Regions from separate parts of the Zea mays genome. Here all the other regions are linked to region 3. A link is a contact called in public Hi-C data. All regions are on one chromosome and are shown on one strand. Each heading gives the region's core, a stretch centred on a gene start, on an enhancer-like site or on the middle of the called end of the contact. The rest is flanking DNA. Distances are from core to core; before and after follow the strand shown.

The links. Hi-C and Micro-C count contacts between places; a contact is called where the count stands out from the background.
Region 1: a contact with region 3 is called in a Hi-C map of leaf, with 2.3 times the contacts expected there. The contact joins two enhancer-like sites. A contact is called at or near these places in 4 of 25 Hi-C or Micro-C datasets (leaf and leaf mesophyll).
Region 2: a Hi-C map of leaf shows a contact between it and region 3, with 1.9 times the contacts expected there. The contact joins the promoter of LOC100282757 here to the enhancer-like site in region 3.

The regions. Positions count from the first base shown.
Region 1 is chr3:4,061,954-4,065,470 of Zm-B73-REFERENCE-NAM-5.0, reverse strand. No RefSeq gene overlaps it. Among protein-coding and RNA genes, the nearest start is that of LOC103649600, 6.8 kb to the left of the region's middle. Within about 2 kb of position 1,905, at least 20 of the 20 cell types and tissues checked have an H3K27ac peak or open chromatin away from gene starts, as enhancers often do. A contact at or near this core is called in leaf and leaf mesophyll, where this site is marked.
Region 2 is chr3:4,408,204-4,412,212 of Zm-B73-REFERENCE-NAM-5.0, reverse strand. LOC100282757 (shaggy-related protein kinase eta) reads right to left here and starts at 2,005. Exons shown (of 12, transcript NM_001155663.2): 1 at 1,697-2,005; 2 at 1,471-1,554; 3 at 793-852; 4 at 426-698; 5 at 258-332; 6 at 114-170. The coding sequence starts at 1,789. It overlaps LOC100527941 (receptor-like protein kinase), which reads right to left. Exons shown (of 12, transcript NM_001324035.1): 12 at 3,985-4,009.
Region 3 is chr3:4,221,331-4,225,131 of Zm-B73-REFERENCE-NAM-5.0, reverse strand. It overlaps LOC103649602 (RNA binding (RRM/RBD/RNP motifs) family protein), which reads right to left. Exons shown (of 11, transcript XM_008675339.4): 11 at 3,076-3,801. The coding sequence ends at 3,347. Among protein-coding and RNA genes, the nearest start is that of LOC100282713, 6.8 kb to the left of the region's middle. Within about 2 kb of position 2,006, at least 13 of the 20 cell types and tissues checked have an H3K27ac peak or open chromatin away from gene starts, as enhancers often do. A contact at or near this core is called in leaf and leaf mesophyll, where this site is marked.

The DNA of each region.
Region 1 (3,517 bases), core at 656-3,155, 160 kb after region 3:
TGTGTGCATCTGCTGCGGGCGGTGCATCATAGGTGCATGGGTTCTATTAATCAATCTCCCTTGCATGTTTAGGTAGTGTCTTACATAATAACAATTGGAGTTGCTCTTTAGGCATCCATAATCCATTGCATTTGAGTGGTGATATGAGCAGCAGCGGCCCTAAAAAGAGAGAGAACTGATAGAGAGCACGGACATGTAGGCATCCATCGCATTCGGTGATGTGACTTGTGTGAGCAGGAGCGACCGTCAATTTGCTCGGCTGTGCGGCTGTCGTCTATCATTGACGAAATGGTTGGATCGAGATGGGGCCCGGGCCCAATGATATGCTAAATACTAGCTCCGTTCATAAATATATTGGTCGTTATCATGCTTTCGAGGAGTCAAACATTTTTTTACTTTGACCACTTGTATATAAAAAATATTAATATTATATTATATAATTAGTATAGTTAGATAGATCTTTGATTTTATTTTTGTAGTAAAATTATTTGAAGATATAAATGTTGTAAATATATTATATAAATCTAGTCAAACTTAAGAAAATTTGACTGGTACGAATACCATAGCGACAAACATTTGTGGACGGAGAGAGTTCTTGCAAGGGAATTCTCGGCATCAAGGCAGGTCTCTTTCATAGCCACTATAGTTCCAAAGTGTCAAGTCGGCGATGTCAAAGTGAGGTTGTTCGCTTCGGATTAAAGTATCAGCTATTTGGACTACTATAGTAGCGGTAATCTATACAGAGTTATAGACAAAACACTGTAGAAATAATAGAAACCTCACCTACCTGACCGAACCAGCAGCAATGTAGCCTGCAAAGATTGCAGTAGCTGAGTATGATAAGACTGTCTCTAACAATATCTTGTATATTCAATTCATCCCCCGTATCTATTTTTTATCGTATTCTTTAAGAGATTCTCTCCTATATGATTCCTGTTTGGAGATGGTCTGAGGTCGTACTGTAGCCTACAGGACTGGCTATGTGACATGCATGGGACACCTGAGATGATGAATGCATGCATGAATGGTCATGTTCATCTAAGGGACGACGGTTTCCTTTTCTCCCTCCCTCCCTCGTGTGCTTAAAAACCAGGACCATACAATGATACAAGGCAGCCCGCGGGAGTGGTGGTTCGCTTTTTTCATGTGCCAACGCATGACTGTTCAATTGTTCATAGAATATTAATGTAGCATTGTTAATTCTGTTTTAAAATAAAATATATTTAGATATATAAACATTACTATTTTGTTTGTAAAACTAATTAAAATATTTTGAAAAGTTTAACCGTTATGAACATCGTAGCCTTGCTTTTAGAAAGGGAGAACGCACGGTAGTAGGCCAGTGGTGGCCGTGCCTACGAGTTGACACTTGGTGAGTGAACAGCCGCTTGTACTTTAGCCTGCGCTCTCGTTGTCCGGCCGCTTGTCGACGTCGTTGTTGTTGTATTCTAGCCTGCGAGCTCATCGGCGGCTTGCTCCAGGTGCACATGCATGATGCATGCACGGACGCACGGCAGCAACTTGCCTGGCGCTGGATCGGACGGCGACGGCGACCAGAGGAAAATGGACGGATGGATGGAATGGAAGCGGGTGCGACGGACACGTTACGTTTACGTACGGTAGCTCCTGAGAGCCATGGCGAGAGCTAGGGACGTCGTCCGTCGTGCTCTGCCATGCATCAATGCATGTAGTACGGTCCGCGTGCCCTCAGCGTCCAGCGGCCGCCGTGGTCACCCACTCACCCGAGCCGGTCGAGCGAGCGAGCGGCACGGGCGCATGGGATGGGATGGGCCGCCGATGGAGGAGGCTGGCCCGCGCGGTCGGCGGCGCTGTTCCCACCCACTGCACTGCACTGCACTGCACCGGTCAGCTGTCACTGGTCAGGACTCAGGAGGAGACCCCTACGGGTCCACGGCAACGAGCCCGCCCCGGCCATGGTGGTCCAGGCGCCAGGGCTGGGACGCGTGGCCGCCTCCTCCACTGGCCACTGCTCGCCGATGTACGCCGTCTCCGTCTCGCTGACCTGACCGCGACTGCATGCTCTCTCGGTCGCGCGCGTGCGATGGTGCAGAGCTTGCTGCTCGTGATTCATGAGAGAGGCAACGAGAGGGGCGTGCGTGGCTGGATCGTTGGCAGCGACAGCGTGCCATGAACCTGGACGCGCGGCCAGGCCAATCCACAGCCCTGAGCCCATCCATCGACATGGACGTCGACGACGTACGCTACGCCTGCTAGATGTTGCCGTCCGTCCGTTCATCAGCCCCGGTACGGTACGTGCCCAAACCGGTCTGCTGGATCCCCGTCGCGCGGACCACCTGCAAAGTGCAAACCTACGGTACCTGCCCCAGCTGCTAGTACGTGCTACCTTTGACGTCGTCTCGGTTCTCTTGCCTGCCTCGCCAGTCGCAAGCTCAGCTGGCTATGCCTCCGCTGTCGCAGACCGACCCATCAGTGATCGGTCCCCAAGTCCAAGTGCCCGGAACGGAATCGACCCGTCTCGAAAGGGAAAGCAGCGGCGCCGCGGCCGCCCACCGTTCGCCCCGGCACCGGCCGGTGGCTCCGACGACCACAAGCACGAGCAGGATTGCGAATTGCGATGGTTCAACGCACCGGCCGGCGCGCGCGCTTGGGAGCGACGGGCTAGCTGACACTTGCCTCAGCTAGCTGCGTTTCCGCGCGTGCGCGTCGCCTAGTATGGGAGATGACGCAGACATAGTATAGGAATCTATGTGTCACAATTTCACCAATAGTTTCATTACTCTATCTATTTATTATAAGCTTTTTTTGTTTTGTAGACCATCTTTTTTAGAAGTAAATTTTATAGCTATTTTAGCTCTTTCTTATTTCCTTTTCTCAGTCATGCTTAAAGCCATTAGTGGAATTGTTTTACCAAACAAATTTTCCATTCTAGCTCTGCTCACAAAGCTAAAAAAGGAAGATCAGATTGGCATCGTATTCTAGCTCTGCTCACAAAGCCGTTAGTGGAATTGTTTTTTTTTTCCTTTTTCTCAACAAATTTTTCAACCAGCAATGTCCCCGGGTTAAGAAAAATGGCAGCGGATGGATCAAACGTCTCCCTTTTCTCGCTTCGCATCGCTGCCGTACGGCCCGACCCACCTAGAAAACTACGGCCCGACAACGCATTAACACTGTAGTACAGTGGGCCGAACGCACAGCGTTGAAGTATGAACCTGCTCGGCCATACGACGCAATACAAGTGTTGTACACATTTCTCTACCTCTCTTTTGTCAGGAAATTATTGGTTTTATTCTTAAACAATCCTTGCGTTTCCACTTTCCACTAGCCCATCGATCCTTGATACCAAACGGGTATTAACCTTAAGATATATGTACATGTCCATGCCCGACGGGAAAATGCTAAGATCCTGGAAATACTCCTCCTGACCTTCAATGCCCGTTTGATCACCCACATCCTAGAAATTGTAAGTTGTAGATCGAGGGGTGGTAATGGATCATAATCTAAATGTTCCTTCACGATTTGTTTGGACTCTCAACGA
Region 2 (4,009 bases), core at 756-3,255, 190 kb before region 3:
AATAGGATAAAGGTAACTGCACATGATTAAACCTTTGATAACAATATTTTTAAAAAAGAGCATAAAACAAAAGGATGTGACTACAGATCCTCGAGGAAAGAAAAACAACATACCAGAACTTTTGCACTACCAAAGTCACAGAGCTTGACCTGGTGGGTGAGAGGATCAACCTGTACATCAAAGAGAGACGACGAGACCAATTCAGAACTAATTACCAAATCAAAGGAAGAACAAATCCTTGTCCACATGACACATACCAAAACGTTTTGTGGCTTCACATCCCTATGGCAGACTCCTGGTACATTATGAATATAAGCTAGGCCTCTAAAAAGCTGCAAACATCACAAAAAAGAAGAAGACAATTAGCAAAACAATGAGAGCACGCATTGGCAGTCTCACAAGAGTTAAGCTGCTGGTTGACAAACCTGATACATGTAGAGCTTGACGTAGATAAGAGGCATCCTCTGGTTCGCATTGCTGTAGTGCTTCAGGACTCGGTATAGAGTCTCAGGGACGAATTCCATGACAAGGTTTAAAAACAATTCGTCCCTGCTCGTTGTCGAGAAGAAGCAGTGCTTCAGGCAGATGACGTTGGGGTGCTCCATGGCACGCATAAGTTGCAGCTCCCGGTTCTTGTAACGCCGATCTTGCAGCACCTTCTTGATGGCGAAGGTCTCTCCTGTTTCCAGACACTTAGCCTACATGCCAGAACCAATTCAGTGCACGTTGCATCAACCAGTGTTAGGCGCAGCCACAAAGAAGAGCCCCCTCCCCCATGGCCGAGCACCATACCTGGAAGACGATCCCAAATGAGCCTGTGCCCACGACACGTTCTGCCATGTAACTGATGGTCTGCGATTAAGGCCGGAATAAGAACAGCACGTGAGTAACTGAGGACGAGATGAGGCTAACCGGACTCTAGAAGTAGGCTGGCATCAGACAGAGTATCTGAGCAGGCAGGAATTCAGATCCTCACACATGTAACTAATCTAATAGGCAGCATTTCTATTGCGAACACAACAAAACTAGACACGGAACTGGTCGACCATGCTTCCTATAAATGCGTGCTAGAGCCTTGGAAACTCGAAGCAACGGAGCACAAATTGAAGCAGTCAGGCACATAATTCAGCTTGGAGCACTAAAGCAGCGAAGAGCGCTATTGTCTGCACAGCCAGCCAGAATCCGCAAAGCGGTGGGAACAGCATAATTCATCACCAAAATCAGAACTAAAGCCGCTACAGATTTCACCAGCATGCTGGCTCTAGCTACCTAGCAGCTAAACGAGAGGCACGAAACACGGACCCATGCGCAAGCGCAAACCACCAGATCAAGTTCGGGTCCCCGACCGCAAAAGCCGCTACAGCACAATCGGAACCAGTTGAAGCGCAATAGCCGCGCGCAGCAGCATTGACGCACGCAACGGCACGACAGGCAGAGGCAGGACAGACAGCGAGAGAAGTGGTAGCTTACCCGCTTGGGCTCGCCGTTCTTCCCGCCGATGGTGGTGGAGATGATATGGCCCGTCACAGCGTCTCCCCCTTCCCCGTCCTTGTGCTGCGGCAAACACGGAAAGGTGAAAGGGCGCCATTAGCACAACATGCATCACCCCGCAGGCGCAGCCCGCAGGAAGCAGCAGATCGGGCGGCGCCAGGCCGCGCCCGCCACCGCCAGACCCAGATCTGGGCCACCCGCTCACCTTGTCGCTGCCGGCGGGAGGAATCGCCGCGGCGGCGGCGGCGGGAGGTGGGGCGTCCAGCTCCATGGGCCCCGGTCCCGGCGGCGCCTCCATGGTGGGGTGAACGGAACGGAACGGTCGGTCGGTCGGTCGGTTCAGAGTTCAGACGCCGCTGCCGAGAGGCACGAGTTGGCGGCTCCCGCTTGCTTGCCTGGTTGCGGCTGCGGGCGGGATGGCTCTCGGCTTTGGGGGTTGGGGAACGGGGATGGTGGTGGGTTGGGGTGGGGCAGCAGTGCTTTTGACCGGTCGGCTCGGCCCTGCTGCGACTGCGAGGAGAGGACTGCCGCCGCGCCGCGCTTGGCTTGGCTTTGGACAGCTTGGGACAGCCGCTGCTGGCTGGCTGGCTGGCTGGCTTTGCGATAAGTGTGCCGCTGACTGCCGTGTTTTATTATCGGAGACGGATTCTACTTTGGCAGCGACGGTGAGCCGTTTCCTGTCTCCGCGCACGATTTCGGATTCGGAGAGCCTGGTTTTGGTAATCAGGAGGTGCTAAACCGCGGGAGTAATGAACTGCTTGTGGATCTTATCTTGGCTGCTCTAGCAGCGTTACGTTACACATCTTGAAAACAAAAAAAGGCGTGATGGAGAATCTTTCCCATCTCCATCCTCTAAGGGCTAGACGAGGATTAAGGCGTGAGACGCAGGGGAACGGAGCACGAGCAGCAGCGTAGCACCGAACGTAGTTTGGTTGGTCACACGTTTCGCCGCCCCCCTGTCACGTAGCATGTGCCGGCCGATCTGTAGTGTAGCAGCGTTGCGTTGCATCTCCGGCGCTGTTGCTGTGTACCTGCATGGATCTGGAGGACTGGATGGTGTGGTGTGGTCGGTCGGTCAAAGCTGTAGTGTGGCTGCTGGGGTTGGATTGGACGCCGACGTGGTTGGAGGTATAAACCCGGCTATATATTTCTTGTCTGTCACTGCTCCGCGCTGGCAGCCAAATCCGCTTCCGGCGGCCTCAATCATGCAGTCAAACTTGGTTTGGGGACATCTCCGCCTGCTCTATTGTAAGTATATTATACTTACATTTGCTATGCATTATCTTTACTACGTATGGTTGTAAGTTCATTTCCCACTTTCCAGTCCCAAGCTACGCCCAAAACGCCATGCACGTTGGAAAAGCGTCGCGCTGGTACTCGCTAAACAAAATCCCGGCCTCCCATGCAGAAACAAATTTGTTGCAGCTCCTCACAAAAAAGGAGGATAAACTTTACCTGCATGTCTACTAGATAACGTTTTAGTTGTATTATTGGTCTACAGATGAAGCATATCCTCTTTTTTGTGAGGGGCTGCAGCAAATTTTTTTCCGCGTAAAAAAAGCCCGGACCTTCCGGGAGACCCGGAGCCGCTGCCGCCTCCTCCCTCCGTTGCGTTGCCACAGTGCCAGCCACAAACAGCATCCACCAATCCATCGCATTATAACCCCCAGCGGGCAGTAGGCAAGTGGAACAGACAGCAGCACAGCTCGCCCGGCAGCTCCTCCTGCTGCTGCTACACGGGCTACGCCATGACCGGCCGGCGAGTAGCCTTTGACTGCTCTGCTTCCGGTACAGTGCGGTGCTGTGCAGGCAAGGCCTGCAGGAGCGGCGGCATTCTTTTTCTCCTGCCGCCTCTGGGTTTGCTTGCTGCAACCTGCAAACCGCACCGCCGCTGCCGTCCGGGAGTACTTGCACTGGTCGCGAGCGGAGCGGCCGCCGGCCGGGCAGGCAAAGCTACGGACCATTTATTATTCCGTGATGTGAATGACCAAGACAAAAAAAAACACTATACAGTACGTCTCCTGGCATTGACCGGAACAGGGGCCTGGGCGTCTCCTGACCCCTCGGCGCCGATGTGCAGAGCGACGATGTGCTCGCTTCAGAAGCGGGCGGGCGAGCGACGGACCAGATTCTTGCCAGTTGCCAGCACCATATGGGCCGAACTGAACATATGGCTCAACTTGAGCTACCATCGCACGCAGAGGAAACACTGATGGTAAGTGAGTGGCAACTGGGAACGCCAGCTATTTGTTTTATTTCTATACAGTCACACGAGTTTGGGATTACAGATATTTATACAAGTCACTGTATTTCCCCTCCTTGATAAAGATCAGCATGTACATGAGTTACATCATCAATCGCATTTTTTCACAACGTCTCTCTCTCTCTCTCTCTCTCTCTCTGCATAAATTACGACCGCTTACGGCCAGTACAAATGTCGGTAGCATCAGCAGCACGAATTGAAGCCCCTATACGAATCCTGTTAGAGCTCAGCTAGAGGAGCGTTGGAACATGTTGG
Region 3 (3,801 bases), core at 757-3,256:
TCTCTCTCTCTCAAACTAATAGAGTAAGGCCATTGAAGCGGTAGCCCACATTATCCTCGTGTGACCTATAATATTACTTGTTGTGAGTTCAAAACCATGACACCTTGTGTTGGTACTTGAAATATGATCCAATAATATTTGAAAATGCATGTATGGTTGCAACCCTTGATCATGGACTATGAAACACACAAGAGTTGCTTTTTGGTGGGAGAAGCATTTGCTAGGCTATTGTCTAGGGTTGCAAGCAAACACCTAGGCATACTACATGTTGTAGATTGCCCAAGTAAAATTGTTCATCCATCATGAGGCCACATAATATTATCAAAATTAAAATTTAAACATAGAGATTCATAACAGGAACAATTGTTAGAGATTCATACCTCAGCATCCTAAAAAATGATAGGGTACAACCTAAACATGTAACCTTCTACTATACAACAAATAAAGGTATTATTTCTCTACATCCTAACAATGATAAGGTACAACAAACAAAAATCTTTCTGTACCGAGAAACTAAACCAAATAATAGAAGGTATCTAATATATAGATATATGCATCTCAAGATAGAAAGATTTATGTGTCCACACATCAGGAGTGCCATTAGTTGATGTCCATACATCAGCTACATATCATAATATACTCATCTGCTAGCTACCCAAAAGTTATCACAACCCTAGTAGATACATCATCACTGTGTTGTTTGCCTACATATCATCACTTATTGAGATTCTTTGGCATGGCATCCACCTTCTTCGTGAGGTCATCGACTTGCACAACCACAGTGTCAACCTGCATAGCCTTGGCATCCACCTGCTTGTTAAGTTGTTATGGATTCATTGATTTGCACGACTGTCGCGTACGTCCACCTTGTTCAGATAGCGCTTGATTGGTTTACTGCGAACGCACACCCTGTCCCACGCGAGCCTGGCCGGCCAGGTACGGCCATTTCTGGCGACATCAGAATAACTTATTTTGTATCCACTCATGCAGCCACCGTTCCTCGCGCACAGACAACCAAACAGACGCTCAACCAAAGTCAACGCACGCAACGATTCAGGATGGAATGGTACGGGTAACCAATCAGATGGATAGTGCATCTTTCTTGAAATACAAACGAGGACGCTCTTCTCACTCAATTCGATATCTCGCAGTTGTACCTTAATGTTTGCTATAGGTTATGTTTTGCATTTTTTGTAAGAACTTTGGGGGGGAGCATTTTCATTTAGCTGTCATTTGTTTTCATCGAAGATGTATTTTTACTGTATGTTTTGCCATTTTGTGATAATATTTCTTCAACCTTATCGAAAAAAATACAAGCAACTATAGCATCAAAATAATTTTATCGAATTCTCCAGGAATACATTTGGTAGGAATATAGTTCGATAGCGCATTTATTTAACGCTGCTGGTTTTTTTGTTGGAAATTTAGTTTATAGTAACGGAAGCTGGTTTTTTTTTTTTGGAAAGCTGGGGCTGGTGCCACAACGGCACTGGAAACCAGAGGCAGAAACGCACGCAACGCTACCTGGTGCATGGTGGAACAAGAAATTCAACAAGCGTCAAAACCGATGCCCCGTCTTGGACGGAATCGGACCAATTCCTGGCCATTTTCTCCCGTTCTCACATGACTCCAGTTTTGACAGCGCATCCGGCCGCGCAGGGACAGTTTAGTTAGTGTTGATCAGGTGGTTTATTACTGGTGGTTAGACAACGGTGAATATGTCGTATTTATATAGGAGTAATGATAAATGAACAGCTGTTTCATTTTCATCCACAGACCACCAGCTACTGGACGAGAGAGAGAGAGGTAAACAAAGACCAATTGCAATTGGTACAGCCGTGGAATCCAAGGCAGTCGTACAAGGAGGATTTGTGCTGTCACGTTCCCCCCCGCGAATTTCGCCAAATTTTACCGTGGTGGGCAACCGCAAGGGTGGTGCACCGTGCAAGACCTTCTCCTTGGCTCCTGATGACCAAAACGACCAAACCTGAGGGTGCCTACGACCTATAACACCGAGCCATGTAGTACCGGTGCCGTAGGCCATACCATTGACTTTAAGATTCAAACGCGGTTTTAATCCTACCAAACATTGTAAAGGGGTTTTTTTATAAGAAAGAGCTGAAATGCAGAAAAAAATGGCACAACCCTGCCGTGCTCCGTGCGGTCAGAGTTTGGGCCTCCAGGAAGCTTCCATTTTCTTCAGAGCTACAAAAAAATGCAAGCTGGGAACCATAGCGCCGTACTATGTTCGAGAACTTGCTTTGCGTCAGAACTCAGAAGCAAAGTATGCTTAGCCTTGCCACTGTGGTCTCTTGTGTTTTTTTTCTTTCTTTCTTCAATACAAAAAAAAACGAACTTGGACTTGAGTTGCACCAGCAAGCGAACAGCATGTCAAACTAGTCCTGTTGTACCCATTGCGCTGCATCATGCCACGTTTGACTTGGACGCAGGTCCTTCCGAATGCAGTACATACATTATCAAGATATTTCGATTTTTTTTTTCAGGATACGTTTCGTGCAGCGCTGGAAATTCCGTTGCAAGGCTATGGTATTTGCATTGTGCCCTTTTCTTTGAAGACACAAATAGTGTACAGCAGCATCTCTATTTGCTACTGGAGGACCGAAGGTTGAGGTGTATTTTACAGTGAATCTGACTAATACTGTACTATTTTCTTACTGAGAGCTTGTTAGCTCTTACCGTTTCACTTCAATTGAAGAACAGCGATTCTGTCGCCGAAAGGTGCTCTCTTTGCAAAGCAATTGGCTAATGAAAGGCCATGATTCCTGGCCTGGTTGACCAACCAAAAGGAACCTAAAAGATATGCGGTAGATTAAAGGCAAGCATCACTTCACTTTTTCTAGCCAAGTGTGCAGCAGTACCCTCGTCCTTCCTTGGGGCGAGGGATCTTTGTGCTCGTGAAAGCAACGGCTCGCATTGTTCGCTAATGGACGAATAAATTCCATCACAAAAACATTGAACTGTATGGAACATGCTATACTGAAAGCGTGGGGGCAAAAACAAAAAAAGAGGACAAGGAAACGAGAAGCGCCCGGCACCCACCTGGTACCCGGTCCGAGAGCGCAAATTCACATTTCACCCAAGCAAAGGCAAAGCAAATGCGTGAAAGAATGACTGTTTACCAAATGTTAAACCAAATACCCACCCCTGCAGTCTTTGTACATGAAGCTCCTCCATGTTTGATCTTTACAAGCTTTAGCAACAAACACGAAGCACTCCCTGACACCATTTTCGCCACCATCCATCATCTTGGCATCTACTAGGTTAGAAGGTATGACTTGTACATGTCTGTTGTTAGGGTCTAGGAAGCAGACCTCTCGCCCTGGTGCTAGAATAGGCTGTACATGCGGTACGAAATGTCAACCTGAGGGCAGTTCCTTCCAGAATCGCTGCTTCCATCAGTCCATCTATCATGAGTTGACATTATTGGCTGTTGGAGCAATGTGCCTGCCATACCACCCCTCATGTCTGAAGTTGTTCCCTGGGAAAATACTTTGTATCCCCCAGTAGCAGTAGCCATGTAACTAGTGGAAGTTCCATCCCAATTTTCAGCCTCTTGACGTGGATGTGACGAGCCACCAGGGTAAAATGAATACTGAGGGTCATTTGACCAACCAAAGAGGGTGCCTGGAAACTGTCTGTGACTCTGACTCCAGTTCCGGTTGGTATCGGTCAAACTGGGTGGTGAAGAGATGTTCATGCTTAGATTTTGTGTGACATCTCCATCATCTTTCAGGCAATCTGTAGTCAAGCTAGTAAAGTCTTGTTGATCTGGAATACCAC